Linked DNA regions of Triticum aestivum: region 1 is linked to region 2. Evidence: chromatin contacts called from public Hi-C data. All regions are on one chromosome and are shown on one strand. The core of a region is the stretch at or near the end of the contact, and the rest is flanking DNA. Distances in the headings are between cores, read along the strand shown. Region 1 has its middle 110 kb from the start of LOC123167432. Region 2 holds the start of LOC123171569 (receptor-like cytosolic serine/threonine-protein kinase RBK1).

Evidence for each region. Hi-C and Micro-C count contacts between places; a contact is called where the count stands out from the background.
Region 1: a Hi-C map of root shows a contact between it and region 2, with 5 times the contacts expected there. The contact joins the enhancer-like site here to the promoter of LOC123171569 in region 2. A contact is called at or near these places in 3 of 5 Hi-C or Micro-C datasets (leaf and root).

Annotation. Positions count from the first base shown.
Region 1 is chr7D:587,668,967-587,672,216 of IWGSC CS RefSeq v2.1, forward strand. No RefSeq gene overlaps it. Among protein-coding and RNA genes, the nearest start is that of LOC123167432, 110 kb to the right of the region's middle. Within about 2 kb of position 1,590, at least 6 of the 8 cell types and tissues checked have an H3K27ac peak or open chromatin away from gene starts, as enhancers often do. A contact at or near this core is called in leaf and root, where this site is marked.
Region 2 is chr7D:587,551,462-587,554,628 of IWGSC CS RefSeq v2.1, forward strand. It overlaps LOC123171569 (receptor-like cytosolic serine/threonine-protein kinase RBK1), which reads right to left and starts at 1,519. Exons shown (of 8, transcript XM_044589021.1): 1 at 1,014-1,519. The coding sequence starts at 1,029.

The DNA of each region.
Region 1 (3,250 bases), core at 340-2,839, 120 kb after region 2:
CATCCTTTGGAAACTAGATTGATGTACGTATGCAGATGTCTCTACTATAGATTACGTATGGGGCGTCCATACTTTATTTGACATTTTGACCCGACCTGATGAACACCCACTTTATCTACTCGTCGATAACGTGAGCAGGAGCAGGAGTGTGAGCGTGCATGGGCTCGGGCAAAGAATATAATACCAGGAGAGTGGGTGAACCGAACCCTCGTTGCCCGTTTATTCGGTTTCCTGCGTGCGAACCACTCGCCATGAGCCCGGACTCATCAATATCCATATCACTTCCAAAATTCCACTACGAGAAGAATGTTCCCTCCACCAGCAGCGTGGAAGTACGTATTTTCTTGGGCCGAAAATTCGCTACGCACGTACGCACGGCACGCAACACGCTTGTTGTTGAGCTTCTACAGCAAGACTGCTTGATGCTCCCTTCGTCCATAATATAAAAGCGTTTTTGTCAGTAAGAAAGTACAGTTGTAAGCAGAATGTTGTCTATTCAGAAACCGAACCAACAAACTACGTACCGCACGCTACTGTCGGTGACACGGATATCAACTATAAGCTGCTTCCGCACGACAGACAAAACGGCGAGTAAATCGCATTTTAAATTCTAAATGCAACACTACACCAAATCCTGCCCCGTTCCGAAGAATTGCTTCGTACGGTCGAGGGGAGAAAATCGGGTCAGGCTCGTCAAACGACACAAAGGACCATCACCCCACGGCAAGACGTAAAGCAACGATCCACCTACCCTACCCACGATCGGACTTGATGAAGTGGTTGTTAGCGTCGCACGGCCCGCCGGACGGCCGTGTGGTCAAACGCCGACAAAGCATTATCCGGGGCCATCAGCTTAATAGAGTGCCGCTAGCAAAAGCAAAGCTAAACGTCTGGCGTTTGGCGAGCGTGCAGTGCGAGTGCAACCAGTGGCCTGAAGCAGTAGAGGGAGTGAGAGAGATCGAGCAGGTGAGCGACTCCTCTGTGCATGCATGTTTGCATATGCTGACAACAAGTGGCATCGGCGCTGCACGGTCTACCTCATCATTCATCAAGCAGTAGTTAGTGCTACTCTTCCGGGTTCCCTGCATAATAACCACTGCTTTTTAGTTTAACCTGCATAATAACCACTATTTTTGCCTTGCTGACCGGTGCAGCATCGGTTTTGACCGGGACCGAGCGCTGTTTTTTCCGTCCGCAATCATAGGAGTGACCGACGGGCTTCTACCTTTTTAATTAGGGTCTGTCTAGGACACATCTAGATGCGACATAGTTACGTCACATCTAACCTGATGTTCACTCTATTTATGGTCTATTTTTTTCCCTAGTTTTTTTTTTGTTTTTTGTTGTGGCATTATATATTGTTGGACCTTAGATGACCTTCTTAAAAAATATCTAGATGTGAATTAGACAAACCGTTTTAATTTTGCATGGTTGACGGGGTTCTCCCTGCTATCCAGGTCAAACAACCAACATGCTCCGTGCCGTGGTTTTCCGTCGTCGACTTTGGTGGTCAGGTCAGGCTCGCGGCCAAAAAACAGCACGCGCGCGCATGTGGCGAGGACGGCGGCGGCAACAAGGGGGACGCACGAGGCCGACTTTTTCTCCGGCCACGTGAGCCGGTCGTGGGTAGCGCCGTCGCGATAGTGCCCCTGCCCCGTCTATCTCGTCTGACGCACCGACCCGCCCGGCCGCCACTGCGCGTGCCACGTGAACCGGTCGTGCTGAAGGTGGCGCCGAGACATGCCTCGCGATAGTGCCGTCCGCCGTGCGCGTGCACAATCATCTCATTTGAGGCGCCGTTGCGTGACGAGTCCACAATAAGAGCAAACTCCAACGCGCTGACCCGAACGGACCGTGCTTTTGTTCGTTTTTTATTCGTCTGAGTCGGCTGCCTGCTCGGCGTCCGTCGTCTTTAAGATTTGGGTTGGCAGTGCGCCCAACGGCCGCGACCCATTTCATGTCCGCGCGTAAATTTTGAAAAAGGCCCGCGGCCATAGTTCATGTCAGCGGCCATGTCATCGCCCGAAGTTCATGCCGACTCCATGCCAGCGCCGGCATACAATGTCAGCTTCAGAAAAACACCACACAGTTCAGCTGGCACACTTGCCAGCGGCCGGCAAACATGCCAGCACCCAAAATGGGGCGGGAGTTCGACCACGCCATCTCTGTCGTGGTCATGCCATCACACTTGCCGACATAAAAAAAGGATGGCGCTCGCCGCCATAGGTCACTCGTCGTCGAACTTGAGCATGTCGGTCTGCATCTTCTCGAACTACGGCCTCTTCTTGGCGACACTGTGTTGAGATCCACCTTCATTGTCTCCACCCCCGTCATCATGCTAGCGAGAGCCACTTCTTTCGCCTTCGTCTTGGCATTGACGGCCTTGATCTCTAGCATCTTGGCTTGCTTCTCCGCCTCCATCTCAAGCATCCTCGTTTGTTTCTCCGCCTCCATTTCAAGCCTCCTCCTTTGGATCTTCATGAAGGCGTTCATTTGTTCTTCCTTGTCTTGCCGGCGCTTCTTCTCCCTTGAATCCTTCTTGGTCATCATGTCCTCCACGGTTGCGATCAAGGCATTCGATGCCGCATCCCGCTTGTCCTCCTTCTTGGAGTTGGTCTTCCCCCGCGGCCGTGGCTTCTCGCTGTCCCCAACCTCCTCCATGACCTTCTTCCCCCCACGCGACATGAGGGCGGTATATTGCGCCTTGAACTTCTACTCATCTTTGATGACTCTCCAACAATGCGAGAGGTTGAAGGACTTGCCATCGTGTTGGACCTTCAATCCCTCCAAAGCTTGGAATGCCTACAAATGAATTGCATGCAAGCATATTGACAAATAGATATGAAAATGGACATGCAAGCATAAACGAAATGACACAAAGAGGGGTGCTTGCTAGCATACCATGTCTTGCATGCCGATGCCGCTCACGGGACGTGCCTTGATGCTCTCAAGAGTGGCACAAACCTTGCTGCACTCTTGTTGGATCACCTTCCAATGCTTCGAAATGGACACCCACCCGGGCATGCTTTGCATTTGGTACGGCAGAAACTTCTTGCACTCATGAAACTCACGATGGACACGAGTCCAAAAGTTTGATGCCTTTTGTTCGGCACCGGTCTTGGGGTCTTGCCCAATGTCCCTTCAACACTCACAAAGGAGCTTGTCCTCGGCCGCCGTATATGCCTTGGTCCGCCTGCTCTTGCACTTTGGCTTTCCCCCGACGGCTTGGTTGGCGAGCTCGTCCTTGAAG
Region 2 (3,167 bases), core at 269-2,768:
GGGATGGGAAATTTGGGGGAATTTGACGTGCTAGCAGTCTTTTATTTGCAGAGATACAGGAGACAGCTCAACCTAAAATTTAAAACAGTCAGAAACAGGGCCAGGATCCGAAAATTGACATTAATAATCTCTTCTCAAAAAGACTAGGCTCTTGGTCAGTCCTTGGAACACGTGCTGTGGCACAAATTCAATTCTTGGGTTTGAAATGAGGCAAATTAAATTTGGGAGAATTTGACATGCCATCAGTCTTTTATTTGGAGATATACAACAGATAGCTCAGCCTAATATATAAAACTGTTAGAAACAGGGCCAGGATCCTAAAACTGACATCAATAATCTCTCCATAAAAGACTAAACTCTCCGTCAGTCTTGGGAACACGTGTGTTGACACAAATTGAACTCTTGAGGATTGGAATGAGACCAAAAATATATAGCTTAAATTTGATTACTAAAAAAGAGATTCTGCATCTGCTTACTGAAGCACGAGAATCATCGACTGCCTCTGTTCAAATCAAAAAGACTAAACTCTTTGTCAGTTCTTGGACTGGAAGTCTGGAACACGTGTGGTACTAACACGAATTAAGTCCTTGAGGATTGGTTGAAATGAGACAAGACAAAGAAATACTACAAGCTCGAATTTAGTGGTTACTAAAAAAAGGAGGGATCCTGCAATCTGCTTGACGAGGCAGGAGAATCAGAGGAGGAAACAGAGAATCCATCCAATTACTCACACCGGGGCAGCAGGAGCAGTACAAATGAGGAAAGCAATCAATCAGTAGCCACGGCGCTCACCTTCCTCGGCGGAGCCAGGGAGAGGATCCTCCGCCCTCTCTGCTCCTCCTCCTCCGCCGCCGCCGCAGCCGCCTGCAGGTTCAAGCAGGAAAAACTCCCAGAGTTTCGTCATGGCCCCGCCGGCATCGCCGGACGGACGGAAGCAGGAAAGCAGAGGGGGGAAAAGAGAAGCAGAAAAATATTGCGCCCTCAGCGCCAAGGTTGAAGAAGAAGAAGGATACCTTCCGTGGAGGCCATTATATCCCTCCTCTGCTTCGTTGCCGCTGCCAAGAAGTTCGCTTGCCCGGACAGGGACAGGGACCGAGCTTGACGAAACTTCAGCAAGGACGACTACTCCTCCTCCCACCGCCGATGCCTTCTCCTCGCATTGAAGAGAAGAGAAGAGGCTACAGACTACTCCAACTGGAATCACCGGACAGCAAACGCTCCTACTAGCAGCAGCGGCTGGTAGGCAGGAGTACTGGGGTGGATTGAGCTCTGTACGGCGACCAAGAAAATGGAGGACGGGTGGACGGATGGATGGATGGATGGGGGCAACCGAAATTAATACGAGAGGAGAGAGGATCGTAGGCCGGTGCAGGGGAGGTGGCGGTTCTTTTTGAAACTGGGGCGGCGCTTCTTCCCCCTCCGCCGCAGATATTCCTCGCTTCTCTGAAAAGCAGCGAACAATACGGAGAGAGAGAGGGAAAGAGTGAGTGGGGGAGAGAGAAGGCGATGAGCAATGAGGACTCTCTCCGGTGCACTGCAACTTTATGTAGTGACCTGCTGGGTGCCCACACAGCTCAGGCCAAGACAAGGCTGGGGAATACTTTTTTTTTGCGATCTAGTACTACATTTTATAATACTTTTTGTGTAAAAGAAAAAAAAGAATTGTGGTGGTAATGGAATGGTTCTCATGGTCTCATGGAGAGTGATGCAGGGGGAGAGGGGCATACCAGAGTTGGTGATGGGGAAGACAATATAATTAGTGGGTCTTGATGGTATGCTTGTCTTCTTCCTTTCTGGCCCTGTGCCCAGCTCCAGTAAGTAAATCTTTGGTGCGTGGATTAGATGTTGCTGTTAGTGTTGGGGGCGGGGCGATTAAGCTTGATGGTGCGGTTTGATCCTTTGCGCAATTAGGGATTAGAGAAGACTACTTTGTGCGTGTTGGATGCGGTGGTAGGGTTTGGGTGTTGGGAAGTGAGCCGTGCCTTTCCTGCGGATGGAGTCCTACAACCATCGCCCCTTTTTCTTGGTCCGTTCTGCTGCTCCTAGCGGCTCTTTTCTCAAAAGATTATTTACCAACTCATGGGAGATCAGGTGCTGGCCCTGAGCTAGTAATAGAACACTCCATTTTGCATGGACTTGTCTTCGCTTGGGCTATGGCGCTTAGCATTGGGTGGGGGGTACATGCGTTGGAATGAACAATGTGAAGATGCATGCCCTGATTTGGTGTGAAAGCGGCACGGCCGGTTGGCAAAATTTATGGATCGTGCCTTGCTGCCTGTTTGCTCCACGTTGTGGTGGCAATCAAGTCCCGGCGCAAAAGGTCGCACAAAGCATCCTTTGGCCCAAAGGGACGCTTGTGTTTAAGGGATCAAGGACCAGCGTTTTCCGTTCTCAATGTAACAGGTTATTATTGTTACACTTATAAATCCGTTTTCACACCAGCCCGCCAAAAAAAAATTGTTTTCACAACGAAATGCTGCCGTTTTCAGACATGGCATTGGGGAGTACTGCATCATTTCAGTTTTAACAGGTTTTCTACAGTAAAGTTCATTTTCACACCGAAAATACTCCCATATTCCGGAACAAACATTACCTTATTTTGGTTTAAACATTTTATTTTGAATTTTTTTAACATTTGGGTACGATAATTACTAGCCATTGGAGATGAGAAAAATGGTTCAGCGGATGGTCATATCGCCGTAATGGGCTGGATTTTTATGTATATTTATATCTATCTCATATATCTATATATACCAATATGAAAAACAAAGGGGTGATCCAATTAATCTTGGCAATTGAACCATGTCAATCCAACGATCTAGATTGATCCAATGGTGAGCGCATCAACATGTTTAGCTTGTAAGTAATATCGTATCAAACATTAACATTTGTGCTAATTACATACCAGTATAAACAAAACAAGTGGCGCATATCCAATTAATCTTGGCCATCAAGCCATGTCAATCCAACTACCTATAGTGCTCCAATGGTGAGTGCATCAACATGTTTAATGTGTGTCGTACCAAATATTAACATTTATGCTAATTGTATACCAATATAAAAAGACCCAGAGGGGCATACCCAATTAATATTGGCTATTGAACCATGTCAATCCAACGATAGATTGCTTCGATGGAAAGAGCATCAACATGTTTAGTGTGCAATTA